Linked DNA regions of Canis lupus: region 2 is linked to region 1. The links are chromatin contacts, called in public Hi-C maps. All regions are on one chromosome and are shown on one strand. Each heading gives the region's core, a stretch centred on a gene start, on an enhancer-like site or on the middle of the called end of the contact. The rest is flanking DNA. Distances are from core to core; before and after follow the strand shown. Region 1 holds the start of MARF1 (meiosis regulator and mRNA stability factor 1). Region 2 holds the start of NTAN1 (protein N-terminal asparagine amidohydrolase).

Region 1 (7,743 bases), core at 199-2,698:
AGTAATAAATACCTAAGCAGGCAGATGATGTGTGTGCTTGTCATCTGCTTTCTGGAAAATGAAAATCAAGCACAAAGGGTGCTTCAGCTACGTGTTTGATCTTGCCCTCCACAATAGGACTATACAAGGATGCCTACAGGGATGTATCAGCTTCCCTGAAATGCCCCCCCCCCCCCGCCCCCGCAACATAATCCAAATTGTTTAATGAAATGGCCTCATCCTGCAGGGGGGTAAAAAAAAAATCTCATTTGGCCATTTCGGCTTATTCTTCTGCAAAATGAATCTGTTTCTCAGCAAACTTCAGAATTGAACTTGTAGGTCGGATTCAGCTTGCACGTCTTAAATATGTCTCGATTTAGATGCGGGTTTTGTTTTTCTCAATAGCCACAGGAAGTAGGGAGCGGTTGGCAGTTTCGGAAGCGACCGTCTCATGCTTAGGTTTTTTTTTTTTTTTTTTTTAATGACTTCAGGTAAAAGACCGTGAAGCACCAACCCTCCCTTCCCCCCCCCCGCCAAAAAAAAAAAAACCCAACCATGCATGTCACATCCACCCACCGAAAACACAAGCCCCTACAGGCTTCGTAGTGCTTCCCCCTACCCCATCCCTGAAAAGTTTGCATGCACTTGCAGCGGGCTCTGGGCTACAGGGCTTTTAAAAATGACGTTTTCTAACTGAAAACACGAGGACCCCTTAGTGGGAGGGGGAGCCAGTGTGCAGCACACAGCCTGGGCACACACCTCCCTTGTTTGCCCCCTGGGTCACCCTCTTGCAAGAAGTGGCCCCACCGGGACCTCGCGGGAAGCCCCGCGGGCGGTTATTTTTCTCTCCACTCGCCACTAGGTTGCAGTAGATGAAGGATGCTGCGCAAATTATGCATCCCTTAATTTAAAAAGAGAGCAAGCGAGAGAGCCATCACGTGACCAGAGGGAACCAGGGAGAGCGGAGCTCGCGCGCGCACATCAGCGAGAGCGCCAAAACCGTCGCGTTTTTCATCAAAATCCTGTTTAAATCGCCTTCCCTCCAAAGACCCAAAAAGCTCAATCGTATCAAAATCCCGATTGGCAAGTTTTTTTCCAACCCCCACCCCCCCGCCCGGCTCCACCTCACAAGCCCTCTCATTCTCCGCTTATCAGGTTCCTTTCCACTCCACCACGATAAGCCAGGGAGAAGGCCTCCCTAAGCAGGGGGTTTTGGCCCCAAAAAGCCGGGGTCTCCCCCTGGGAAGGTCCCTATTTAGGGGTTTATCGGGAGGGGACTGAGCCTGACGAGGCTGCAGGGCCGCGAGGCCCCGCCCCCCCCGGGGTTCCCAGCACGCCCCGCGCGGGGAGGACGCGGCGGCGGGGGCGGGGTGGAGGAAGGGGCGGGGCCACGGCGGGCGGGCGGGCGCGGCGGGGGGTGGAGAGAAGGGCGTCGGTTTTGCGACAGGGGCGGTGCGGTGCGGAAGCGGAAGTGGAGGGTGCGCTTGGCGGCGGCGGCGGGAGCTGCGGAGTCGGGAATCAAAACAAAGGGCCTGGGGGGGCGGGGGGAAGGCGGCGGGGCCGGAATGTGAGCGGAGGTGGAGCCGGCGGCTGAGGTGAGTTGGCTGGCACCGCTGGGGACTGGTTCCTGATGGGCTCACTGCTCTGGGGCCACCGGCTGGAGGCGGGACAGCGTCCCCCCCCTTTCCCCTGCCCTTTGCTGGCGGGGGTGGGGGAGGTTGTCTGCTCCGGGGGGAAGGACTGGGACCCACCAGACAGGCCCCCACCGTGGGTTTGGGTTGTCACCCTTTCAGGTCGGTTCACGACTGTCACTGCCGCGCCGCTGCTGCTCTTTGGGGGTGTTTGGCTGCCCGCCCGCACCTGTCTCCCTGTTCCCTGGGGGGCTTCCAGGTGTGGAGAGCAGCCTTTCCGGAGCAGCGTGCACAGTTGGAAGGTTAAGAAGGGAAGACAGGGGTGAATGTTTTTCAGCCCCCCCCCCCCCCCCCCCCCCCCCCCCCCCCCCTTGAGCGTTCTTGCACTCCCCTCGGACGGTTCAGCACTCCCTAGGGTATAGTCTCTGGCTTGACAGACAGACTCAACACTACGTTGAGTTGCCTTAGGGCTTGAGCCACTCCCACTACTAATTGTAACGCTACGCCTCCATACACGTTTTAGTTTCCCAAGTAGTTTTTTTTTCTTTTTTTTTTTTTTTTTCTGGCATTACCAAGAGCTTTCCAGTCACCTTTTATCTTCTGGACTTCCCCCACTCCCCCCCCCTCCCCCCGAGCTGGAAATACAGTTTTGCATGTTGGGAAATCAAGACCCAAAGGATCTTCCTAGACATTTCTTGAACACTTGACTCGTTCAGCAATCGTTGAGACGGTGCTAGGCACTTGGCAGGTGCAGGAAGTGGAGCAATGAATGAGAAAACGTGGTGTCTGCTTGGCTGCTGCCATGGAGTTTATGTTCAAGTCGGGGAGGCATAATTAAAAAAAAAATCAAACAATTTTAGTAAGAAGAGCTACGAAACAAAAGTAAGTAAGGGGACTGTGTCGTGTGGGGGTCGAAGACTAACTTGTGTTAAGAGGAGGCCGCTTCTAGATTTTATACTTCGTCTCGTTAAATCCCGACAACAGCCCTATGAGGATGCTGCAGTTATAATCAGGCCCATTTTACGCGTAGGATCTGAGGTTCAGAGAGGTTGCGAACTCTCTAAAAGCTGCCTGGATAGGGAGCAGCAAAATTGGAGATTAATATACAAGGCGGACATCAGACGGCTGCGCTCTCAAGCACTAATTGTTCAAAGACTCCCACTCAAATCAACAAAAAACTTGTTTTGGCTACCTGAGTTACTTAGTGGCATTCCCAGGAATGGGAAATTTTCTGGGTGCAGGCAACTTAAAAGCTATTACATTTTTTTTGAAGATTTGTTTATTTATTCATGATAGACATAGAGAAGCAGGCTCCATGCCCGGAGCCCGACACGGGACTCGATCCCGGGACTCCAGGATTGCGCCCTGGGCCGAAGGCAGGTGCTAAACCGCTGAGCCACCCAGGGATCCCCAAAGCTAATACATTTGTACTTTTGATTGTGTTGAGCAATAAATACGGAAGGCAGGTGCCTTGGTGTGATGGAAAGAAAGAGGTGGACAAGCCTGGCTCTGCCCCCTTTCTAATTCTGTGATCTTGGCCAAGTTACAAAACCTAATTAAACTTGTGTTTACTCCTAGGTAAAATGTAGCTCAATTCTCCCTTGTCTAGCTCAAGCTTGTATAGTTCAGGCTCAGGTTTCCTGCTCCTGCTTTACTGTGGGGGGAAAAATTACACAAATGGATCTTATTGTCTGGTTGTTTTCATCATTGTATCTCTTGTGCCAAGCACAGGCCTGTTATATAATAGATACTAAATAAATAGTTGTTGAATGAGGAAATAATGTTAAATAAAAATGGTTTGTGATCTGTATTGTACTCTGCCTCTTAACTCACTTTCAGGATTGGTCTTGAAGAAATTTGAAAGAGCATGTTGAAGTTGCATATTGTGAACATCACAGGTTCCCATGATCCAGAGAGGAGATGGTTGGGGGTTACGAGATCTGTGTTCAGTAGGAAGAACAACTGTCATAATTTATTGTAGTTGTGGAGGTACACTCCATCTCTCCCTCCAGATTAACTCTTTTAAAGTTTTTTTTTCTTCTTCTTCTTTTTTAATTTTCATTGATTTATGATAGTCACACAGAGAGAGAGGCAGAGACACAGGCAGAGGGAGAAGCAGGCCCCATGCACCGGGAGCCCGATGTGGGATTCAATCCCGGGTCTCCAGGATCGCGCCCTGGGCCAAAGGCAGGCGCCAAACCGCTGCGCCGCCCAGAGATCCCGATTAACTCTTTTAGTAGTAGGTAAATAGTTACAATATTTATCCCTTCACTTAACAATAATTACTCAGTATATACTATGTTGCAAACCCTGTACTTGGCGCAAGCTCTACATTGGTGAAGACAGATGGTGGGGTCATTTCCATAATTTCCCCCCTTCGTAATGCTGTAGAGGGGAAGAACTTAGCCACACTCTGCAGAGGAAGAGACTGAAACTTAATATAAGTTTTTGTAGCTTCCACATAAGGGCCAAATAGTAAATATTTTAGGCTTTGTGGGCCATGCAGTCTCTGTTGCAAATACTCAACTCTGTAGCTGTAGTGCAAAAATAGCCAGACAGTATTTAAACAAAGTTATCTATTTAAAATAGAGACACCAAAAGTTGAATTTCATATAATTTTGGGTTACAAGATATGATTCTTTTGATTCCCCCCCCCCCCCCAAGAATTAAAAAGTATAAAATACCTTCTTAGTTTGAAGGTCTTTAAAATACAAGTAAAGGGCTGGTTTTGGCTGGCAGGCTATAGTTTGCCTGCCCCTGCTTTATGTGATTGGTTCTATATTTTAGATAGAATACTCATCTCTCCCTTCACCATACTACGTAGATATTAAAATCTCTTGAGAAGAGCATCTTTTCAGAGAGAGAGACTTAAAAGAAATTGTTTTCTTTATGTCCAGTTGAAATTTCTGATAAATTGATAACCTTAAAATGGCCACTGCAGGTAAGAATAGGCAGTTGTTTGGTATAATGGCAAAGACTTGGAAATGAGGTTCAGTTGTCCTTACCATTGGCAGTCTGCCTCCACGCCCACTGGCTGTTATTGATTTGATCTGCTTTTATTGTACTGTTTAAGACTTGTAAGAATGCAGTTGGTTGCACTGGGGTAGATACAGCACATCTGTGACTGGAGATTTCTCAATTAGATTTTTGGTGGTATATCTGATTGTATTTTTGTAATAAGTAAATGAAGAAATTGGTTCGATTTGTTCTGTAGCAAAATCAAATTCAGAGTCCAAAGAGTTCACTTAGTTTGGACCTTCCATAGTCACATCAATGACACAGTGGGATAGGTTGCTATTAAGTCAATTTCAGAATCTTATGTAATTGGTAATGAAGACATGTAGCTGTTCTTTTACTAAAATTACGTACTCGGTTAACTTTTTGACCTTTACCAGGAGAGTCTTTAGGGAGAGATGGTTGAGAAGAATTAAGAAAAACTATAGAAAAGACCTGCTCAGGGCTAAATGGGTTGGCATTTGGCTAGAATTCTACCTTTATTCCTTACTCTTTGACTTAATGGGAGCCATTATACCGTAAATAATGTTGTTCCATAAGTACAGTTGCGGTCTCACTTTTTAAAATTTATTTGAGAGAGAGCGGCAGAGGGAGAGGGAGAAGCAGGCTCCCCGCTGAGCAGGGAGCACAACGTGATGTGGGACTCTCCATCTCTCCATCCCAGGATCCTGAGATTGTGATCCGAGCCAACAGCCACCCAGGTGCCCCTGCAATCTTCCATTTTAATAATGAAATTTGTACTTAGGCAAATAAATAACATTGCAGTCTCCTTCTTAACAGGGTGGAAGAATGAAAGAAAAGAAAGATGAAAGAATGTTGAACCACTTTGTATGGCTGTATGATGGAAGGAAGCGGAACTGAGGACTCCTGCAGTAGAACACCTGGATGGCTGCAACAAAATAATGATGCTAAGCCATGGCTTTGGAAATTCTCTAATTGCTTTTCTCGTCCTGAGCAGACATTGCCACTTAGTCCCCAAACGGTAACTATGCGCAAGACTGAGGACACAGCAAACTCCTTATGCAAATAGATGAGCGGTCCATTTGGTCTGGGGCAGTGTCTCTCCCTGGAGTCTGTACTAAGTTTTATCTCGTATCCAGCCTATTCCTCCTTGTAGCACATGGTTATAATTCCTGACTCAAGGAGAGCCTAAATTTTTTAACTCCTGTATTCCTATTCTAAGTATTGTAGGTGCTTTAAATATTTAATGTTAAAATTTGGGGATGATTTGTTTCTTATCAAAAGTCACAGATGCCAGAGATAAAATCCAAATTATAGAGTCAAATCAGAGGAAAGTATAAAATAGATTTTATTTCACTCTAGCCTTCTGAGATTTGAGTCTCAAAATTGAAGCAAGATTAATAGGACTTTATTGGCAGTCTTTTTCTATTCAAGATTTCTCTTGAATATTTAAACATGTCTGTAACTTCCTTTGCTTTTTCATAGTGATTTTGACTTTTTTTCTGATTCCATTTCATGCCCCATATTACTTTTTTTTTTTTTTTTTTTTTTTTGCTATTGCACTTGGAATTTAAATGAGTCTTTACTGTAAATTTACATAAGGGTATTAGTAACTTTTAAAAAACTCAAATTCCGTATCTTCTCCAGGTTTTCATTATATACTTAACTTTTTTCTTTTTCTTCTTCTTTTTTTTTTTTTTTCATGGCATCAGTAATTGAGGTCATTTCTTTTAGGGACATTTGGCAACAGGGTTGGCAGCTTAGGCAGGGCTTCTGGGCTGGAGGATCTGACCCTTGTGGAGTCACATTGTACAGGATTGTGCTCTCAGCTTTACAGATCCAGAAACCTGATTTTATCAGTGGCACCCAGAATGGAGTAAATTCAGGGGGACCAACTCATAATAACCCTGATCATGAGAGCCAGGTGTCTGTAAATCACAATGCCAGTAGATGAATTTCCAGCCTGAACTGTAATTACGAAGAGGGCAGAACACACTGCTTGTTGGCAGTCAGTCAATTGCTGTCACCTCCCTTTTAGGAAATGTCCAAGTGAAAAATCCAGATTTCTCCTAAATGAGTGTACTCTCCCAGATGAGTGTAGAACCACAGCCAAAGGAGTGAAATCATAGCAGTCATATGGCCCTTTCTGTGCTCTGAGAGAAGAGCATGTCGCTCTCACTATATCAGGACATCCTCTTTCTCTTAATAGTTCCTGCAGTGAGTAAGGGCTACTGATTAGCTGGATCTCCTTTAAGAGGCAGGTACTCTGCTGAGTGCTTTACATGCACTATCTCATTTCCTCCTAACAACTGCAGGAGGTATATCCTATTGTTCCCAATTGAAGGCGGAAGAAACTAAAGTATAGACAGGTTGTGTAACTTACCCAAGGCCCTCAGTTACTGAGCGCATTCAGACCCAAGTCTCTGACACTGCTATGCTATAACCTTGTAAATATTCTGGCCTCCTGTGTCTATGTTAGAGGCGAATAACAAACTCTTTCTCTGGAACCTTGTTCCCAAATAATTTTCTAATTACTCTTAATCTTGTCCCTGGCTATAAAGTCATTGTTGGCATTATGGCTTTAGGTCATGATACCCTGGAACTTGCTTAATGTCATCAGCTACACATTTGAAACCTCCAAGGGTGGGCCACTTGGACAGATAGCTAATCTCATCTTTAATGTTTGGAATCCTCTGGAGGACCTTCCTAAACCCTTGATGATTTGACTGCAGGAACCATTAAGTATTTTCCTCAAAGTACATGGCTTGGAAGCCATCTTTATTGAATGCTGTTGGTGACTGTTGTTTTCATGCCACCTGTTTTGTCTTTAGAAGACCCTAGGAGGCAAGGGGAAGTTATCGAAGGGAAGTCCCTGGGGCACAGATGGTTAACCTGCCCTGCTGAACATGGAAGCAGAACCCGCCCCCAGTCACCTAAAATTCAGGAAGGACAGAAACGGTCTTGATTTTAGTTGTCTGTTTCAGTGTTCACCTCCTGCAGACCTCTCTGAAGAATACCCCTGGTTTCAGCTGCCATTCCATATTGTTTGGTTATGGTGGAGTAATGTGAACAGGATTGAACACTATTTTCATTTTGGGATTGCAGTAGGATGTGAGTAACCAAAAGTCACTGGCCTCATAACATTAATTTGCGTTTT
Region 2 (7,749 bases), core at 3,253-5,752, 290 kb after region 1:
GAGGGGGTGGCGTGGCCAGGGAGGCGGAAGGCTACGTGGGCAGATGGGTGGAAATGCAAACTGAAAAGATACGAAAGTGGAAAAAACCAAAACCAAACAAACAGAAAACCACCTAAAGAGCTAGAGCTACGCCCTTCCCTCAGCAGGGCTCAGGCACTGAGCTTTCTGCAAATGCTCCCTGACGGGGCCCCACGGACGGGCCCAGAAAGCCGGGACGGATCCGGATCCGTGGAAGGCAGGCTGTGTGAGTGTCGGTGTCCAAACCTCCTCTCCTCTAGCCCTGGCATCAGTGCCTCCGCGGGTCCCGGGGAGCGTGAGTCGTGCGTGCAAGTCCCACATCACTAGCCTGGGCACCTGAACCTAACGTGTCACGGGAGGGAAATGAGGCTGGAACTCAGGTTTAAGAAAATCTTAGGCAGTAAACCTAGGAAAAAAATTTTTTTCAATAATAATTAAACTCAGGTGGTTAAACTATTTTTTTTTTTTTTAAGATTTCATTTATTTATTCATGAGAGACAGAGAGAGAGGCGGAGGGAGAAGCAGGCTCCATGCAGGGAGCCTGACGTGGGACTCGATCCCGGGTTCCCAGGATCAGGCCCTGGGCTGAAGGCAGGCGTTAAACTGCTGAGCCACCGGGGCTGCCCAGGTTAAACTTTTTAATGAAAACGGAAACTTTTTTTTTCAAAGACATCAGATTGATACAATTTATATCAGTAAGGGATACATAAGATGTATCATTTTTTCCTAACTTGGAACAAGCAAGTTCCTCCCAGAACAAATTCCTCCAAACCGCAAAGGCAGAGGAGGTATGTTGGGTCTGGACTGCAGCTGAGCTTTATGGTCCCCATGGGCTGCTCCCTGTCCCCTGACTGCTGCTCGCTTAGCTTGGTGCTTGCTGACGTCATAAAGCACCAGATGTAAAAGAAATCAATCGTGATCAGCTTCATTAGTTATAGGGTCTGTTTCTTTTCATAAACTTTCATTAATCGGAAGCGAGGCAACAAGTGGTGGGTCAGCAGCTCCACAGAACCAACCAGAAGGACAGGAACTGGCCTGTCAATCAGCCGGGCAGGGGCTGCACCAGGCAAGGAGGTACCGGTGTGCCTCACCGTCTGACACTCGGAGCACCGCGTGTCGCCAGTGCCTTTCAGCGCAATCCGCTTCTCGCCTTCATTCAAAATAAGGAACAGGGGGATGCAGCTTTCCCTTGACCCTAATTCCTTTACCACGTACCTGCTTTATTCTTTTGGGGGTGGGGGTGGGGCGAGGAGGGCAGAGGCAAAGTGTCACCACCCAGAAGCAAAGCCACGTGTGAGCATGAACTGCCACCTGCATACCCAAGACCAGAACTCACGACGCCCCACCCCTGCCGCCCCAGCCGGGCTCCTGTTTCCCCAGACAGGAGCGTAAATTATCAGAAGAGATGATGCCACAGAGCGAAAAAGAATGTGTCGTTTTGGTTTTCCACTTTATGGAGGAAAAAAAAAGCTGAGCTAACCTCCTCCTCCGTGGAAAAACACCGAGAGCTACTTTAGAAACTCACGCCCCTTCCTGAAATAGAGGTGCCCAGTCTTCTGAACGTCTGCCGTTCTCGGGGCCCCCGTTCATGCAGAACCCCCTCTGCGCCAGTCTCTCGCCTCCCAATCCCTCTTCCAGAAGCGTCGCTCGCCCAAGCCAGGGCTCCGCGAACTTTTCTCTGAAAAGAGCCAGATAGGAACTATTTTGGGCTCTGCTGGGGTGCGGTCTCCTGTTGCAGCCACTAGGCTCTGCTGTGTAGCCTGAAAGCAGCAGGGACAACACGTAAACAAAACGGATGGCGCTGTGTCCCCAAAAGGTTTTATTTATGGGTGACACCGAAATCTCAATTTCACGTAATTTCACACATCGCGAAATGCTACTCTTTTGATTTTCTACTTGACTTTCTACTTTGATTTGCTACTTCGGTTTAAAAAGGTGAAAACCGTCAGTGGCTCACGGGTGGTCCAGACATCGTCGGGCCCCGGGGCAGGGGTTAGCTGGACCCCTCGCGTGGCCAGCCGCTTAGTAGGGCCACGGGTCCCTTCCCCCTGCTGCTGGATATTCGCAAGTGTCCCCGCAGACGCTCCTGCCCCCTTTCCCGGATGCCGTGGGCTCCTTAGCCCGTGCAAGGATGCAGACCCCGCGGCACCTGTTTCCCTGACCCCGCGGCGCCCCCCACGCCTGTTGTGCTCCGGGCCATCATCTGGTGCAGTTCTCTGGACCTACACTTAGCAAGGTGCTGCGGGCCTGGCTTCTGGGCCCGGGTGACTGGGAAAGAGCGAAGGCTTGAGGACAGAGCCCCAAGGAACATTCTGCGGTGCTGGCTGCGACCTAGACCTGCCTTGTCATGCGGTGGCCACGAGCCACGTGCCCTGAGCGCCTGACACGGTTCATGTGTAGGACCGAGGGGCTGGGTTCTCCGGGCCGGTGGCCAGGGTCCCCATGTGGGCTGCACCACCCAGGGCCGCAGCACCCACAGGCCCGGGACCTCGGGACACTCCTGCCCCCAGCCTCAGAGCGCCCATCCATAAAATGGGCGGAGCAAGAGCACCTGCTTCCGCAGGCCTGCACGGCCCCCCCGGCCCCCCGTGTCGCTGTCGCTGGTGCCCTCTGTGCTGGGCAGGGCTGGGGACAGGCTTCCGGCTGCTGGTGCCGCAGAGGCCACAGCATCCCGTGAAGAAGACCCATCGCCCAGCAGAGCTCGCAGTGTGCTCTCGCTCGGAGGCGCGTCACTCATGCGTCGAGGGAAACCTCTGTAAAGGCATTTACCTGGGCGCAAGAGGGGCTGCGGGGGTCTTCTTGGCGTTTATATGCTGCTGCTTACAGACAGGGGACACGCTAAACTAGGCAGGGACGCCTGGGGACGCCTGCCTCTCACTCGATGCGTGATCCCGGGGTCCCGGGATCGAGCCCCCCTTCGGGCTCCCTGCGTGGAGCCTGCTTCTCCCTCTGCCTGCGTCTCTGCCTCTCTCTGTGTCTCTCAGGAATAAATAAATAAAATCTTAAAAAAATAAAAACCTAAAACCTAATGAAAACTTTCATCTGGCCCCAGTGCTCATTCACGGAAAGGTCCAGTGAAACCCCTCGAGTCTGGGTGTGACGCCCTCCCGGGGGTTTCCCCCGCCCCGCCCCGCCCCGCGCGGCCCGGGCTGGTCCGTCCTGCACCTTCCTCCCCGGAGCCCCCCCCCCCCCCCCCCCCCCCCCCGGCCCGTCCCAGCCCTCCTGCCTGCGCACTGAGCACCCGCCTCGAAGCCCGTCTTCCTAACTTTTCAGCACAGAAATCCTCAGGGATGTAAAAGAACCGCATCCGCTAGATTCTTTAGGCGGCGGAAGGGTCTCCGCCCTGGCCGGTCCTACCCGGGGCCGGGGCCGGGGCGGGGGCCGGGGCCGGGGGGAAGGGGGCGGGGGGCGGGGCGCGGCCCACGCGGAGCGCCCGCAGGTGCGGTTTCCTGCAGGCCGAGACCCCCCCGGGCGCCCCCAGCACCCCCTCCCCCAGGGCCCGCCCGGGGAGGGCACAGGACGGCGGGGGTCAGCGGGGGTCAGCGGGGGTCAGCGGGGTCAGCGGGGTCAGCGGGCCGGGCCGGCTCCTGCCGGGCGGGACCCGGGGCGACGACGCGCGCCCTCCAGCCCGGCCGCGGGCGCCCCCTCACCGGAGCTGCGGCTCGGGGGAGGCCCCTCCTGAGGGCGTCTGCGGGGGCGGGGGCGGGGGCCGCAGCGCGGGACAAAGGCAGGAGGACGCACCAGACCCGAGCCTTCCGTCAGGGCGTGGCCCCCGGCGCGGCGCGGCTGCGGGAGGCAGGGCCCTCTCCTCTCGCTAAAAATACCCGGGGGCGGGGGCGGGGGCGGGGGCGGGGCGGGGGTAGTGGGGGCGGGGGGGGCAGGGGGGCCGCCGGGACCCCCGCCCCCCCCCCGCGGCCAGGGTGCCGGGCCCGGTGGCGGCGCTGCCCGGGGAGCCGCGGGACGAGCCTCCCCCCGCTCCCCGCTCCCCGCTCCCCGCGGACCCCCGCGCCCCCCCCCCGCCGGGGCGCCGGCAGGGCGGCCTCCAGGGTCCGGCCCGGCCGGGGGGTGGAGGGGGGTGGGGGCTGCCCGGGGTCGGGCCGCGCGCCACGCTGCTGTGCGGCGTCGGGCAAGCCGCCCAACCTCTCTGGGCCGCCGGCCCCGCTCCCGCAGAGGCCGCGGCGGAGCCCTCGGAGGTCCCGGGGGCACAGGCGCCCCGAGCCGCTCCGCCAAGTTTGAGCTCCGCCTCGGGGGGCGGCGGGGCGAGCAGGGTGGGCCCGCGGGCAGCGGCCCCCGGCGGCCTCCGAGCCCCCGCCCCGCCCCGCCCCGCCCCGGCCCGGCCCGGGCCCCGCTCACCTCCAGCCGCGGGTGGGCTCGCACGAGGTCCCCGGCCGACTGCGGCAGCCGCACCCGCCGCCCCTCGACGAGCAGCGGCATCGCGGAGGCGGCCGCCCCGGCAGGCCCAGGGAGGCGGCGGCCCCCCCAGCCCCCGGCCGCCCGCGGCCCCCGCCCCGCCCCGCCCCGCCCCCGCCCCCGCCCGGGGCCGCCCCGCCGCGCCGCGCCCCGCCCCCCGCGGGCGCCGCCGGGAAGTGGAGTCCCACCGGGGGGAGGGGCGCGGCGCGGCACGGCGCAGCGCGGCGGCCAGGAAACCGGAGGCGGGCCCGCGCGGCCCTGTGGGAGATGTAGTCCAAGCGCGAGGGAGCGGTCGGCGGCCAGGTTTCTCCCCACCCCCCCGCAGGGGGCCCTGGGAAATGTAGTCCCGAAAGCGTGGGCTCCCCGGGAGGGCGCGGAGCCGGGCTGACAGCGAGAGCCCGCGCTCGGGCTCAGTGACCAGCCAGCCTGGCCGGAGTGTGGGCTTTGGGGTCCGACGGCCTGCCGTCAACATCACGGCTCTACTACTCCATCGTGACCTTGAGATTATTTATCTGAGTGAGGAACCTACACTGCTCCATAGCATTATGTTCAATCAATAGTAAACGCTAAACTGCGAAAATAGAGCCGAAACTTTGCTAACCGCACACATTTAGAAATCGTCCTAACACTTGCTACCTGGCGTCCAGTAGGCACTTAGTGATGAACCCTGGGACTGAAGATCAACAAGATACCTTCCGTCCCTACTGAGAATAGCTATCTCGGGGTGAAGCTTCCTACCTAGGGGCTCTCTGTTCTGAATTTGGAAATATTCCTTAAGTAGACCCAACTCCACACTAGGTTAACTAAAAGGTAACTTTACAAATTAGCGAGGAGATGAGGAGCCACCTCACAGAGCAAGCACGTTGGAATGGCATCTGTATTCCCCCGCCTTAGTTTTTCAAAGCTCCCAAGGGGATTGGGGCGGGGGCGGTGCGGGGGGCCACAAACACTGGCCCTTCCTCTCCAGGTGGCACCTCTTCAGCTGGTACCAAGGAGCCAATCAGTGTGGCTGAAACAAACGTCGCCTCTGCCTTGGAAAGACCTCTCCATGGAAGTGCTTCTTGCTTCACTTTCTCACAAGGCAGAACAGCCACTGCCTTTCCATGCATTCCCAATGAATCATCACAACCCTAAAGTACGTAATAGTTATCTCCATCTTACAGCTCACAAGGGAGTTCAGACTTGCTCAACGTCACACAGCTGGCTAGACGTCACACAGCTGGCTAGACAGACAGTAACAACCCGTGACACCTGAGAAGTCCCTGGTCCTTTTCACACTTGTATAAATTCACCACTTCTCTTTAAGAGCCGACCATACCAAACAGACAACAGGGTGGACCCTGGAACTCCTACCCCAAATGAAAGCCTGCTTTTCAATAAGAGGAATAGAAGATCCTTTTTCTAGAATTCCCAAGGAAATCCCCCAATTCCCCCCCCCCCCCCATAGATGTTCTTTTAAAGCATGTGCATTTTTCAAAGAAGTGTTTGTTTTCCTGGAATCAGTTCAAGCCTGGGTAGCTCTTGTGGCTGGATGTGCGCAGAGTCCTTGACACCTTGGCTGCCCCTAGAATCGTCGCTCCTCACCAGTGTGTACTTTGTTTCCCAGCACCACCTGCAGCCGGTCTAGTGGTACTTCTGCCTCTTAAACAGAGAAAGTGTTCAACTGCAGTTTCTCATGGAGCTTTAAGAGAGATCAGTAAAAACCACAGAAATCATGGCATCAGTGTGAGAAGCCTCTTTATTGGGGTACCTCCCTTGACTCCTTTACTGGTATAAGAACAAAAGGTCCAGAGTAACTGTGCCATTGTTTTATTTTTACAATGTTTTCCCCCTCAACTTCTTTGAAATTAAACAGACTTATTTATAAAGACCCTTCTACATTAAAACTTCAAACCCACAAAGGCCCACTTACCGTTAACTTCTACAGACACATTTTCATGTACTCATTTACCCAGCTTACAAAAATCCCACCTTTTTGCCAGTTAAAAAAAAAGAGAGAGAGAACCTAAACGTTCTCAAATGACTTTCCACCAAGTCACCAAAAGAAAATCTGCAATATCCAAAACATTTTAAACCAATAAAAATTTCTATTTTCCAAAAACATATTTACTCTACATTGCCATCAATATAATTATACAAGAGCATACAAAGCCCTAGGAAAGAGAAAGTATTTCATTACAAAATATTTGTGATCAAGAAAATATTGCTTGCTTTTAAATAATAGGAAAAGTGGCAGAAAAATAAATATGTTTAGAGATGTCCATTTTCACAAGTAACAAAAAAAGTACACAAATAAGGAATGAAGCTAAAATATGCATGAGCTACAAAATGAGCCTAGCAGTGTTTGCACACGTGTTATAAAGTGAGGTTGTTTAGACTCCTCTCTCTCAGTGTTTAGTTATAAAAGTACAAAAAGAGCCTCACCAGAGATCTCACTAAGCGAAATCCATGATACCAGCAGCCAATAGACCAAGGCTGGAGCTGTATGTAACCTTGGTCTGTTGTGGCTGGCAAAACCATTCCACCGAATAACCCAAGCCCCCTTTTTCCCCGCCCGTTAGCACAAAGAAATTCTCAAAATGACCAACTGATTCTAGTTTTTTAAAAAAGAGGAAAACCCAAGTAACATTCCACTACAAACAAGCAGTTCCAGTTCTAACAGCTCCTGGGAGCCTCAGGGTAAAATGCCAACGTGCTATGTTTTATAAAAGTCCAACCTCACTCTCAGCACATGGGAATTACATTTACCCCGAACTCCGTGTTTCTTTTAAATTCATTTTTAAACTCACAAGTGTATGATTTGTCTGCTTCTATTTCCCTAAACACTCCATCTCTTCCCTCCAGGATTTCATTGGTCTCCAAAGTCCCTGGAGATTTTCCGTGCCAGCTCCAGCTTCCAGAGTCAGGGACCAGCTCTGGCCACCTCTCCACATTCCTCCCGTCCTCTCCGCACCCCACTGACAACCCAAAACAGACATATAGTTCCAGCTGAGGGTCAACAATATGTCCAAAGTAAAATCATTTTAAAGACACTGAATAGTGTCTACATAGAGGATTTTTTTCCACTGAAAAGAAATCAGATCAACACAGTCCTGTGACTACGGCTCAGACAAAAACCTATGTGGAAAAATGCAATCGGTTAAAACAGGCTGTTGCCAATATTAGAAATTTCACAATGATGTCGTAAAGCTGAAATGAAATAAAATATACATTAGACAACACAAGCCTTCAAAATTTATCATCAACTCCATTCCAAAATATTGCACATGATATCCAGTCTTTTCCTTCTGTCTGTAGGGAAGCAAACAGGAAAAAAAAAGT

What was found. A called contact is a pair of places that touch in the nucleus more often than the background predicts.
Region 2: a contact with region 1 is called in a Hi-C map of blood, with 3 times the contacts expected there. The contact joins the promoter of NTAN1 here to the promoter of MARF1 in region 1. A contact is called at or near these places in 3 of 9 Hi-C or Micro-C datasets (amygdala and blood).

The regions. Positions count from the first base shown.
Region 1 is chr6:28,451,368-28,459,110 of UU_Cfam_GSD_1.0, forward strand. MARF1 (meiosis regulator and mRNA stability factor 1) reads left to right here and starts at 1,449. Exons shown (of 27, transcript XM_038540277.1): 1 at 1,449-1,574; 2 at 5,406-5,607. The coding sequence starts at 5,464.
Region 2 is chr6:28,734,522-28,742,270 of UU_Cfam_GSD_1.0, forward strand. NTAN1 (protein N-terminal asparagine amidohydrolase) reads right to left here and starts at 4,503. Exons shown (of 10, transcript XM_038540292.1): 1 at 4,372-4,503. The coding sequence starts at 4,452. LOC111096299 (a long non-coding RNA gene) reads left to right here and starts at 4,641. Exons shown (of 3, transcript XR_005360898.1): 1 at 4,641-4,731; 2 at 5,396-5,563; 3 at 7,273-7,460. RRN3 (RNA polymerase I-specific transcription initiation factor RRN3) reads right to left here. Exons shown (of 18, transcript XM_038540295.1): 18 at 6,148-7,749.